Regions from separate parts of the Pan paniscus genome. Here region 1 is linked to region 2. The links are chromatin contacts, called in public Hi-C maps. All regions are on one chromosome and are shown on one strand. The core of a region is the stretch at or near the end of the contact, and the rest is flanking DNA. Distances in the headings are between cores, read along the strand shown.

What was found. A called contact is a pair of places that touch in the nucleus more often than the background predicts.
Region 1: a Hi-C map of fibroblasts shows a contact between it and region 2, with 6 times the contacts expected there. The contact joins the promoter of BCL2L1 here to the enhancer-like site in region 2. A contact is called at or near these places in 2 of 3 Hi-C or Micro-C datasets (fibroblasts and induced pluripotent stem cells).

What each region holds. Positions count from the first base shown.
Region 1 is chr21:37,417,466-37,422,431 of NHGRI_mPanPan1-v2.0_pri, forward strand. BCL2L1 (BCL2 like 1) reads right to left here and starts at 1,598. Exons shown (of 3, transcript XM_008967524.3): 1 at 1,331-1,598.
Region 2 is chr21:37,367,419-37,372,386 of NHGRI_mPanPan1-v2.0_pri, forward strand. The region is part of intron 2 of BCL2L1 (BCL2 like 1); the gene reads right to left. Among named protein-coding and RNA genes, the nearest start is that of BCL2L1, 49 kb to the right of the region's middle. Within about 2 kb of position 2,198, at least 1 of the 2 cell types and tissues checked has open chromatin away from gene starts, as enhancers often do.

The DNA of each region.
Region 1 (4,966 bases), core at 348-2,847, 49 kb after region 2:
CCCTCCAGGTACCAGAACTGGTTTCTTTGTGGGTCTTACGAAGGTCTGGGTCTAGGTTCCAAGATACTTCAATTAAGTCAAATCGAAAGCACCAGTGGACTCTGAATCTCCCACCAGCCTTTTCTACCCCCGTCTTCTCCGAAATGCCTTCCTCGGAAAGTCACTCCCTGGGCAGTCCCCCCCGCCCCACTCCCGCTCCCCCGCACCACCTACATTCAAATCCGCCTTAGGCAAAGGCAGGCAGGTGCAGCCCCCGGAAGATCTTTTGTATCACAGGTCGAGAGAGGAGGTGGCTGCGGGGATGCCGGTAACTCAGCCGGCCTCGCGGCGGCTGGCAAAAAAACCAGCTCCGGCCGGAGGGATCATGCGACCCGGCAGGCTGGGAGCCCAGAAGGCGACACAGGAATTGCGAAGCTCAGGAACCAGCCCCCTCGCTTGCTTCCTCCTCCATCGCCCGGATCGAGGGCGGCCGCTCCGCAGCCGCGGCCTCCTGCCACCCGGGAGCCCAGCCCCCTCTCTCTTGCACGCCCCTTGGCTCTCCGCCTCCTACTGGGAGCCAGGAGTACTCTCCCGGAGGTGGCTGGTATGGATTTAGTTGGTTTTTGTTTTTCTTTTTTCTATTTAAGCACCAGCCCAGGGTGAGGTGGAGGCGTCCGAAACTCTAAAGGGACTTCTCAATGGGGTTCAAGGTTTCAGTGAGGGACGCAGGGAGGGGGAAACTGCCTCAGATCTGCAATCTGACTTTGGGAAGGCCACCCCCAGGCCTGTCTGGGAGGTTGAAGGCCGGAGACCCCCAACAAATGCCGCTGGTTTGCTCTGAATTCCCCAAAGGCCCAGAACGTGGCAGTTGGGGATTGCCGGGTCCTCCATTCCCCGCCCGGACACAATGGCCGCCGGCGCCCTGCACAAAGACTGGGTGAGGGTGAGGCGCTGGGCCTCTCCTCAGGTCAGGAAGAGGGGTCGAGGCCTGCTCGACGGCCCCACAGCTGAGACCACGTTTTCCTGGGGACAGGCCCAAAGTGGCTTTCTGGCGCCCCCGGGAGGGCTCCGGGGCCGGGGGCTGCACCTCTCCGGAGCCCAGGGTGGGCCGGCTGCGGCCTAGCGGCTTCTCGCGCTCACTAGGCCGGGTACCCGCCGAGCCACCGCCCCGTTGCTAGGCAACCGCCCTCCCCCGGGGGCGCCCCCTAGACCTTTCTGAGAGGAGGGGCCTCGCCCCCGGCGGTCCGCCCCAGCGCAGCCAATCAGCGAGCCCAGCCGGCACGGAAGCGGGACGGCGAAGGCTCCTATTGGGCGCAACGGCTGTCACGCACAGGGGAGGCGGCGCTCTCACCTGCGAGCCCCGCGAGCCGTGGGGGGCCACATCCCCCTTCATCGGCCCGGTAGCTTCCAGACGCAAGAGCTCTTCGCGGCCGAGTTCCGCGCCGCGGACCCGGGCCGGCCTACCTGGCTGCCGGCCTACCTGGCTGACTGCTCGCGCCGTCTCTCCCGAACAAGCCGGCCTCAGTTTCCCCTGAAGAGACAGGGGAACTTGCAAGCTCAGTCACTTCCGGTGCCGCGGCAACGCGCGCGAGCCCGAGACGCAAAGGGAGTGCGCGCCTTGAGTGACTGGCATCAGGACCGGGGAGAGATCGCCCCCTCGCGGTAGATCTGGGGAATCGGGAGGCGCAAAAAATCAACATTTATAATCACATTTCCATTTATTCATTCATTCAGTCAGTCAGTCAGTCACTCATCAGTCAATCAGCCTATTTCATCCGTCCGTCAGTTTATATATAGAAGAAGCATCGCCTTGTGGTTAAGCACTTTGTCTGGATTCTAACTCTGCTAGTTAGGCACGTTTCTCAACTGCTTTGTGCTTCAATGTCCTCAATTGTAAAATGGGTAATAGTACCAACCTCTCTCGTTGAGCTATTGTGATGATTAAGAGAGTTATTAATTGTAAACTCCATAGTACAGGCCGGGCGCGGTGGCTCACGCCCGTAATCCTAGCACTTTGGGAGGCCGAGGCGGGCGGATCACCTGAGGTTAGGAGTTCAAGACCAGCGTGGCCAATGTGGTGAAACCCCGTCTCTACTAAAAATACAAAAAATTAGCTGGGCGTGGTGGCGCATGCTTGTAATCCCAGCTACTCGGGAGGCTGAGGCAGGAGACTCGCTTACAGGAGAATCATTTACAGGCGTGAGCCACCACGCCCGGCCAATTTCCTTACACCCTGAGCCACACAGTGTGTTATCAAATGTTTTATCCTTGCCAATTAGATGGGTAAAAACCGAAGGCACTTTCATATTTCTTTATTATGAATGAAGTTGAGCAATTTGTCATATTTTTTAGTCTTTCTTTGGAGGGTGGTGGATCTTGTATTGGTGAATTTTCTTCATATTGTTTACCCCTTTTTCAGGTGGTCTTTCTGTTGAACTCTTTCCTCATTTTTTTTTTTTTTTTTTGTTATTGTTGTTTGTTCGAGATGGAGTCTTGCTCTGTTGCACAGGCTGGAGTGCAGTGGTGCTATCTTGGCTTACTGTAAACTCTGCCCGCCAGGTTCAAGTGATTGTCCTGCCTCAGCCTCCCTAGTATCTGGGACTACAGGTGCACACCACCACGCCCAGCTAATTTTTGTATTTTTAGTAGAGACAGGGTTTCACCATTTTGGCCAGGCTGGTCTCAAACTGCTGACCTCAGGTGATCCGACTGCCTCAGCCTCCCAAAGTGCTGGGATTACAGACATGAGCCACCGTGCCCGGCCTTTTTTTTTTTTTGAGACAGGGTATGTCACCCAGCCTGCAGTGCAATGGTGTGATCTCAGCTCACAGCAGCCTCGACCTCCCCATCCCAGGTGATCCTCCCACCTCAGCCTCCCCAGTAGTTGTGAATACAGGCTTGCACCTCCACACCCAGCTAATTTTTGTATTTTTTGTAGAGAATGGAGTTTCCCCATGTTGCCCAGGCTGGTCTCAAACTCCTGGGCTCAAGTGATCTGTCTATGTCGGCCTCCCAAAGTCCTGGAATTACAGGCATTAGCCACCACACCTGGCTCTGATTTACATTTTTTTTGTTGTTTTTCGAGATGGAGTCTTGCTCTGTCACCCAAGCTGGAGTGCGGTGGTGCGATCTCGGCTCACTGCAGCCTCCGCCTCCTGGGTTCAAGTGATTCTCCTGCCTCAGCCTCCTGAGTAGCTGGGATTACAGGCGCCCGCCACCACGCCCGGCTAATTTTTGTATTTTTAGTAGAGACGGGGTTTCACCAGTTGGTCAGGCTAGTCTCGAACTCCTGACCTCGTGATCCGCCCACCTTGGCCTCCCAAAGTGCTGGGATTACAGGTGTGAGCCAGCGTGCCCGGTCTGATTTACATTTTTGAACCTATGGTATCACAATTATCTCAATGTGAAAACTATCATTATGGAAGCCTCAGTGTGCTTTGGGAGCCCAGCAGAGGGCAGATAAACTCTGTCCACAGATAGGGGCTTTACTGAACTGGCCCTCAAAAGAACAGAATTTTGCTTGGGTGAGAAAGGATGTAGGAGCATTTTAAGCAGAAGATATTGCTTGAGCGAAGGCCTGGCAGCCCAGCGTGAGAGCCCATGGTGTCCTGGAAATAAATTGGGATGGCTGAGGGGAGTGGTGGAGAGGGGATGGAATATAAATGTGTATCCATGCGAGCAGCACATCAAATAGCACCAGAGGAGCCAGCAAAGATTTTTTTAAACCAGAAAGAACATGAAGAAATTTATATTTTGGAAAGATGGATACAGTATTTTGGAAAAAGAATTTTGCAAGTCTTGAAAATGGCTCTCAAATGATCTTTGACTGGAATGTAATTTAAAGAAAATAAGTTACATTTAAATCTAAAGAAAATAAGTTTTCTTTTTTATACTTCTCTATGTTGTCTACACATAACTTTGTATTTTTTTCTTTTTTCTTTTTCTTTTTCTTTTTTTTTTGAGATGGAGTCTTGCTCTGTTGCCCAGGCTGGAGTGCAGTGGCATGATCTTGGCTCACTGCAACCTCTGCCTCCTGGGTTCAAGCGATTCTCTGGCCTCAGCCTCCCTCTTTTTTTTTTTTTTTTTGATACAGAGTCTTGTTCTATCGCCAAGGCCGGAGTGCAGTGGCACAACCTCGGCTTACTGCAACGTGTGCCTCCCGGCTTCAAGTGATTCTCCTGCCTCACCATGTTGGTCAGGCTGGTCTCGAACTCCTGACTTTGTGATCCGCCGGCCTCGGCCTCTCAAAGTGCTGGGATTACAGGCGTGAGCCATTGCGTCCGGCTATTATTTTTAATTATATAACACTATCTAAAAACATGCTAACTTTGGCCGGGCACAGTGGCTCACGTCTGTAGTACCAACACTTTGGGAGGCCAAGGCGGGTGGATCACAAGGTCAGGGGTTCAAGACCAGCCTGGCCAACATGGTGAAAGTCCGTCTCTACTACAAATACAAAAATTAGCTAGGTATGGTGGCAGGTGCCTGTAATCCCAGCTACTCAGGAGGCTGAGGCAGGAGAATCACTTGAACCCAGGAGACAGAGTTTGCAATGAGCTGAGAGCATGCCACCACACTCCAGCCTGGGCAACAGAGTGAGACTCTGCCTCAAAAAAAAAAGAAGAATCCCAGAAACAGACCAGCCATGGTGGCTCACACCTGTAATCCCACCACTTTGGGAGTCCAAGGCGGAAAGATGCTTGAGCCCAGGAGTTCAATACCAGCCTAGGCAATATAGTGAGACCCCCTCTCTACAAAATAAAACAAAAACAAAAACAGAAAAAGAACAATTAGCCAGGCCTGGTGGCATACACCTGTTGTCCCTAGCAACTGAGTAGATTGAGGCAAAAGAATCGCTTAAGCCTGGGAGGTCAAGGCTACAGTGAGCTGTGATCATACCACTGTACTCCAGCCTGGGTGACAGAGTAAGACACCCTCTCAAAAAAAAAAAAAAAGGGAATCTCAGAAACATATTGAATGGAAAAAA
Region 2 (4,968 bases), core at 948-3,447:
TTTTGGAGAGATGGAATCTCACTACATTGCCCAGGGTGGTTTCAAACTCCTGGCCTCATCCTCTACCTTGGTCTTCCAAAGTACTGGGATTATAGGCATGAGCAACTGTGCCCACCCTTCCCACTTCTTCCAAGTAGTGTGACTTTGAGCAGGTTACTTCACCTCTCTGGTCCATGGTGTCCTTGCTTTTCTCTCTTTCTTTTTTTTTTTTTGAGATAGCCTCTCACTCTGTTGCCCAGGCTGGAGTGCAGTGGCATGATCTTGGCTCACTGCAACCTCAGCCTCCCAGGTTCAAGCAATTCTTCTGCCTTAGTCTCCCAAGTTGCCTGGGATTACAGGCACCCGCCACTACACCTGGCTAATTTTTTGTATTTTTAGTAGAGGTGGGGTTCCACTATGTTGGCCAGGCTGGTCTGGAACTCCTGACCTCAGGTGATCCACCTTCCTTGGCCTCCCAAAGTGCTAGGATTAAAGACATGAGCCACCGCACCCAGCCCTTACTTGTTAACAGTAATAAAATACTTTAGGAGCTGAGGCAGGAGGATTGCTTGAGCCCAGGAGTCTGAGACCAGCCTGGGCAACACAGGAGGACCCTGTCTCTACAAAAAAATTAAAAAAAAAAAAAAAAATAGCTGGGTGTGGTGGTATGCATCTATGGTCTCAGCAACTCAGGAGGCTGAGGAGGATCTTTGAGCCTGGGAGGTCAGGGCTGCATTGAATCATGTTTGGGGCCACTGTACTCCAGCCTGGGCAACAGAGTGAGACCCTGTCTCAAAAAAACAAAAGATAAAAACAAAGAAACAAAAAACTATTATTATGACAGCTGACCATTACCAAACATTTCAGTGTTTCACCTGTGCTGGGCACTGAGCTAAAGCACTCTATGCACACTAGGCCATATTTCCCAATTACATGTACAATCATCATATTCACTTGAGAGATTATTTTTTGTCCTGTCTCCCCCACTTGACTGTGTGTGGCTCTGTCACCTGTATCTCTAGAACCTGCTATACTTGGAACACAGCAGATGCCATTCTAAATAAATCTATTTTAGAAGAACAAATGAATGCTTTCATTTGATCCTCATAACATTTATCAATAGCCCCATTTTACATATGTGAAAATGGAGGCTCCAGAATTTACCCAAGATCCCTATCTAGGAAGTGGCAAGAGTAGGATCTGTCTGAGTTCTGGCCTCACACCATTCTTTTTCTTTTAATCTATCCAAGATAGTACTTCATTCACACTCGTTCTGATGTCCAATCTTGCCATCTTAGACCCTGCTATCTCTACCCACAGAAAACCTGACTTCCTTAGTGACTTCAGCAGCAGCGCACACTTCCTGAGCACATACCCTGTAAGGTACTCTTCTTGGTTTTTTTGTAGATTAGTTCATTAGTTGTCTCTACACTCTGTCAGTGGGTACTACCATTAACCCATATAGCTGATGGATATGTGGCCCACAGATGATTTGTGAATTGCTCAAGGCCAATGTAGTGAGCTGGTGACCTAACTGGGATGCCTACACCAGCAATCTGGTTCAGTGCCTTTACTCCTAACGTTGATGCAGCACTCTGCTCAGTTTCTAAAGGACAATCATGGGCCAGGTCCATGTACTTCTGTGACTGAGGAAGGCCTTCATTCTAAGTCCAGGTAACCTGAGGCTCAGAGATACTGAGACCTAGCTAAAGTGGATAAGTGGCAGCTAGCTATGATGGCTCACACCTGTAATCCCAGCATCTTTGAGAGTTCAAGGTGGGCAGACTGTTTGAGCTCAGGAGTTCGAGACCAGCCTGGGCAATATGGTGAGACCCCCATCTCTATAAGAAAAATCTTAGAAATTTAGCTGAGTGTGTTGGCATGCACCTATAGTCCCAGCTACTCAGGAGACTGAAGTGGGAGAATTGCTTGAGGCTGGGAGGTTGAAACTGCAGTGAGCTGTGACAGCACCACTGCACTCCAGCCAGGGCGACAGAATGAGACCCCGTCTCAAAAAAAAAAAAAAAAGGGAAGCCATTTTTAAGCCCCAGTATGTTTGGCAGCAAACCCCATATTCTGAGCTAGGGCCATGGCCCTGGGTCTGTCAAGGAGGGTAAAGTAGCCTGAGGCCATCAGCTGAATGAATAAGCACTGGCTCCTGCCAGCTGAGGGGAACTGGTGCCACAGGAAAAGGATGTGACGAAGACCAGGAGGGAAAGTGAAACCCTTCCGTCCTGGCTTCAGTGAGGAACAAGCATGCCTGTGCCAGACGAACCCTTCCTTCCTCTTGGGTGACTCTGGAGGGCCCAGGCCCATTGCTTCCTTCCTGCTTGGTTATTTCAGGAAAGAGGTAGGTGGAGAAGAGGAAGAGGCTACTAGCAGCCAGGAAAAGTGCCAGGGACACCAGAACTGTACCTTGTTCTGTCCTTCTCACATCCCTGCATTGGCAGGCTGTGAGTCACCTGCAGAGTCACCTTATGCTCCTGGCCTCAGTTTCCCTGAGGGAGAGGCTGATAAATGTGTGCTGAATAGACAAACATGGTCTTGCTAGAAGATCGCTGGGAGATGGTAGGAAGGGGGTAGGGCAAACGGAGAGGCCTTATCACTCTTTTGGCAGGGAGTTGCAGGCGGAGACTCGGAAGAAGTGAGGTTTGTGGTTGGAATCCACTTCCTCTGGTTTTCCCAGGGGAGCTGTTGGCTCCTGAGATGTGAGAAGAACATGGCCTTTCTCCTCTCCCCCACGGAAACATAGGCCTGGAGGTGGGCAACTTGGAGAAGCAGCTCAGTGGAGGCAGGGAAAAGAGAGGGGTGGCAAGACTGTGTTGGGGTCAACACCTCAGTCCAGCTGGCCCAGGTATGGGTGGGTGCCACAGCAAGCCTTTTGGCTTCTGAGCCTCAGTTTCTCCTGCCTTGACCTCCCTAGCAGTAGTGGTGAGATCAGGGGGTGTCATAGAGGGCTCAAGCCATCTGGGCTATAGGGAATATTTGGTGGTATCCTCACAACAAACTTCATGTTTATCTTTCTCCAACTCTGACCTGTTCAATTCAGCTGCCAGCCTCTCCTCCTCCACCTCCTCCCCCACCATTAGTTCTAAGAAGCTGTGCCTGACAGATGCACTTGCATTTCTCAGAAAAGGAAGCGGTTGTGCCGGGAGGAGATAACACCTCCGCTGGGGAATCGAGAAAGCTATCAGGCCTAGCAGTGCGAGTGTGAGCTCTCCATCTCTCTGGCTCAGAACCAGGGTGATGGGCTTGGGGGCAAAGAGAGAGAATTCAGAAAAGCATTTACTGGGGGCAGAGATGCCCATCTGGGGGCTCATAACCTCCTTCCCTGGAACTGATGGAGATAAAACAGCTGATGTTTACTAAGTACCAGGCATGGTGCTAAGTGCTTCATGTGTAAGAATTTGCTTAATCCTCACAATAATCCCACCGAGTACATGCTGTTATTACTCTCCAGCTTACAGATGAGGAAACAGAGGCAGAGAGGACAAATCACCCTCCCAAGGTCACAGAGGCCACAAGTGGTAGAGTTGGGATTTGAATACAGGCAGTCTGTCTCCAGAGTCCAAACATTTAACTGTTCCTGGGTGGCTGCTATGTGCTCATATAGGCTCATCCCCTGGGATTCCGATGCCTCCCGTCATCTCAACTCTCTCATTTCAACCCTGGTGACTCCCTATTCTTTCGTAAGTAGATAGCCACAGCCCTCCATTCTTCTCCCAGTGTCCAGGGTGAGAAAGACCAATACTCACCCTTGGAACAGAGTCAGAGACTCCAGGGACCTTACAGCATGCCCATCCAACCTTCCATGTAATACTCAAGCTCACCACGAACACCCCCATTTCACAGACAGGGTTCAGAAGGGTGGAGTGCTGAAGTCCCACAGTGGGTCTGTTTCATTCTGATGGTCCACACCCATGGGAGTTGGTAGTCATCTCGAGGGCATTCTCTCCTTATGCACTTATGGAGAGCTCCCTCCTTCCTGGGTAGGGCATTTCATCTTCGGACAGCCCCGTTGGAAAACTCTTCCCTGTCAGGGAGCTGATGCTCGTCTCCCTCTGTCTCCCTTGACTGGCTGGTCTTAGTTCTGCTCTCTCTCCGCTGCTGCTCTCCTGCTCTCCTCCAAGTATCAGTTGCCTCATTTGTGAAATGGAAGTGCTATCTGGATAAAGGCAATTAATTTCTACTTCTCTACCAAGTTGGGCTGCCAGAGCACAGAGCAGGCAGAGAACCAATAAGTCTTGCAAACTAGATTAAGATATTTTGCTTTTGACCTCATCTGTACAATGCGGATTTAAAAAATCCTTATTTAATTTTTTTTTTTTTTTTTTTTTGAGACAGAGTCTCACTCTGTCACCCAGGCTGGAGTGCAGTGGCACAATCTTGGCTCACTGCAACCTCTGCCTCCCACGTTCAAGTGATTCTTCTGCCTCAGCCTCCCAAGTAATTGGGACTACAGGCATGCACCACCATGCCTGGCTAATTTTTTTGTATTTTTAGTAGAGACTGGATTTCACCATGTTGGTCAGGCTGGTCTCAAACTCCTGACCTCAAATGATCCACCCACCTCGGCCCCCCAAAGTGCTGAGATTACAGGCGTGAGCCACTGCACCTGGCCCAAAATGTCCTTATTTCAAAAGAATACCATGAGGATTCAAATTAATACATGTAAAGGTCTTAGAACTGTGCATGGCACATAGTTAACTTTGAGTAAATGTCTGGTTTATTGTTCTTACTAGTAGACCATGGCTCAGCTTGTGTCTCGGAGCCTTCTCTATGGCCTACAAGGGCCTGCAGGGTTTTCTCAGCTTCACCTAGGGCCAGGCTGCTTCATTCCTCACATGCCATGTTCTGTTCAGACTCAGGACCTTTGCCCACACTGGTGCTTCTACCAAGCTCTGTCCCACTTATCTCTGAGGTCTTAATCCACAGGTCACTTTCTCAAGGAGCCTAGCTGCTCACTTCTTCCCCCATCTGACCATGGGC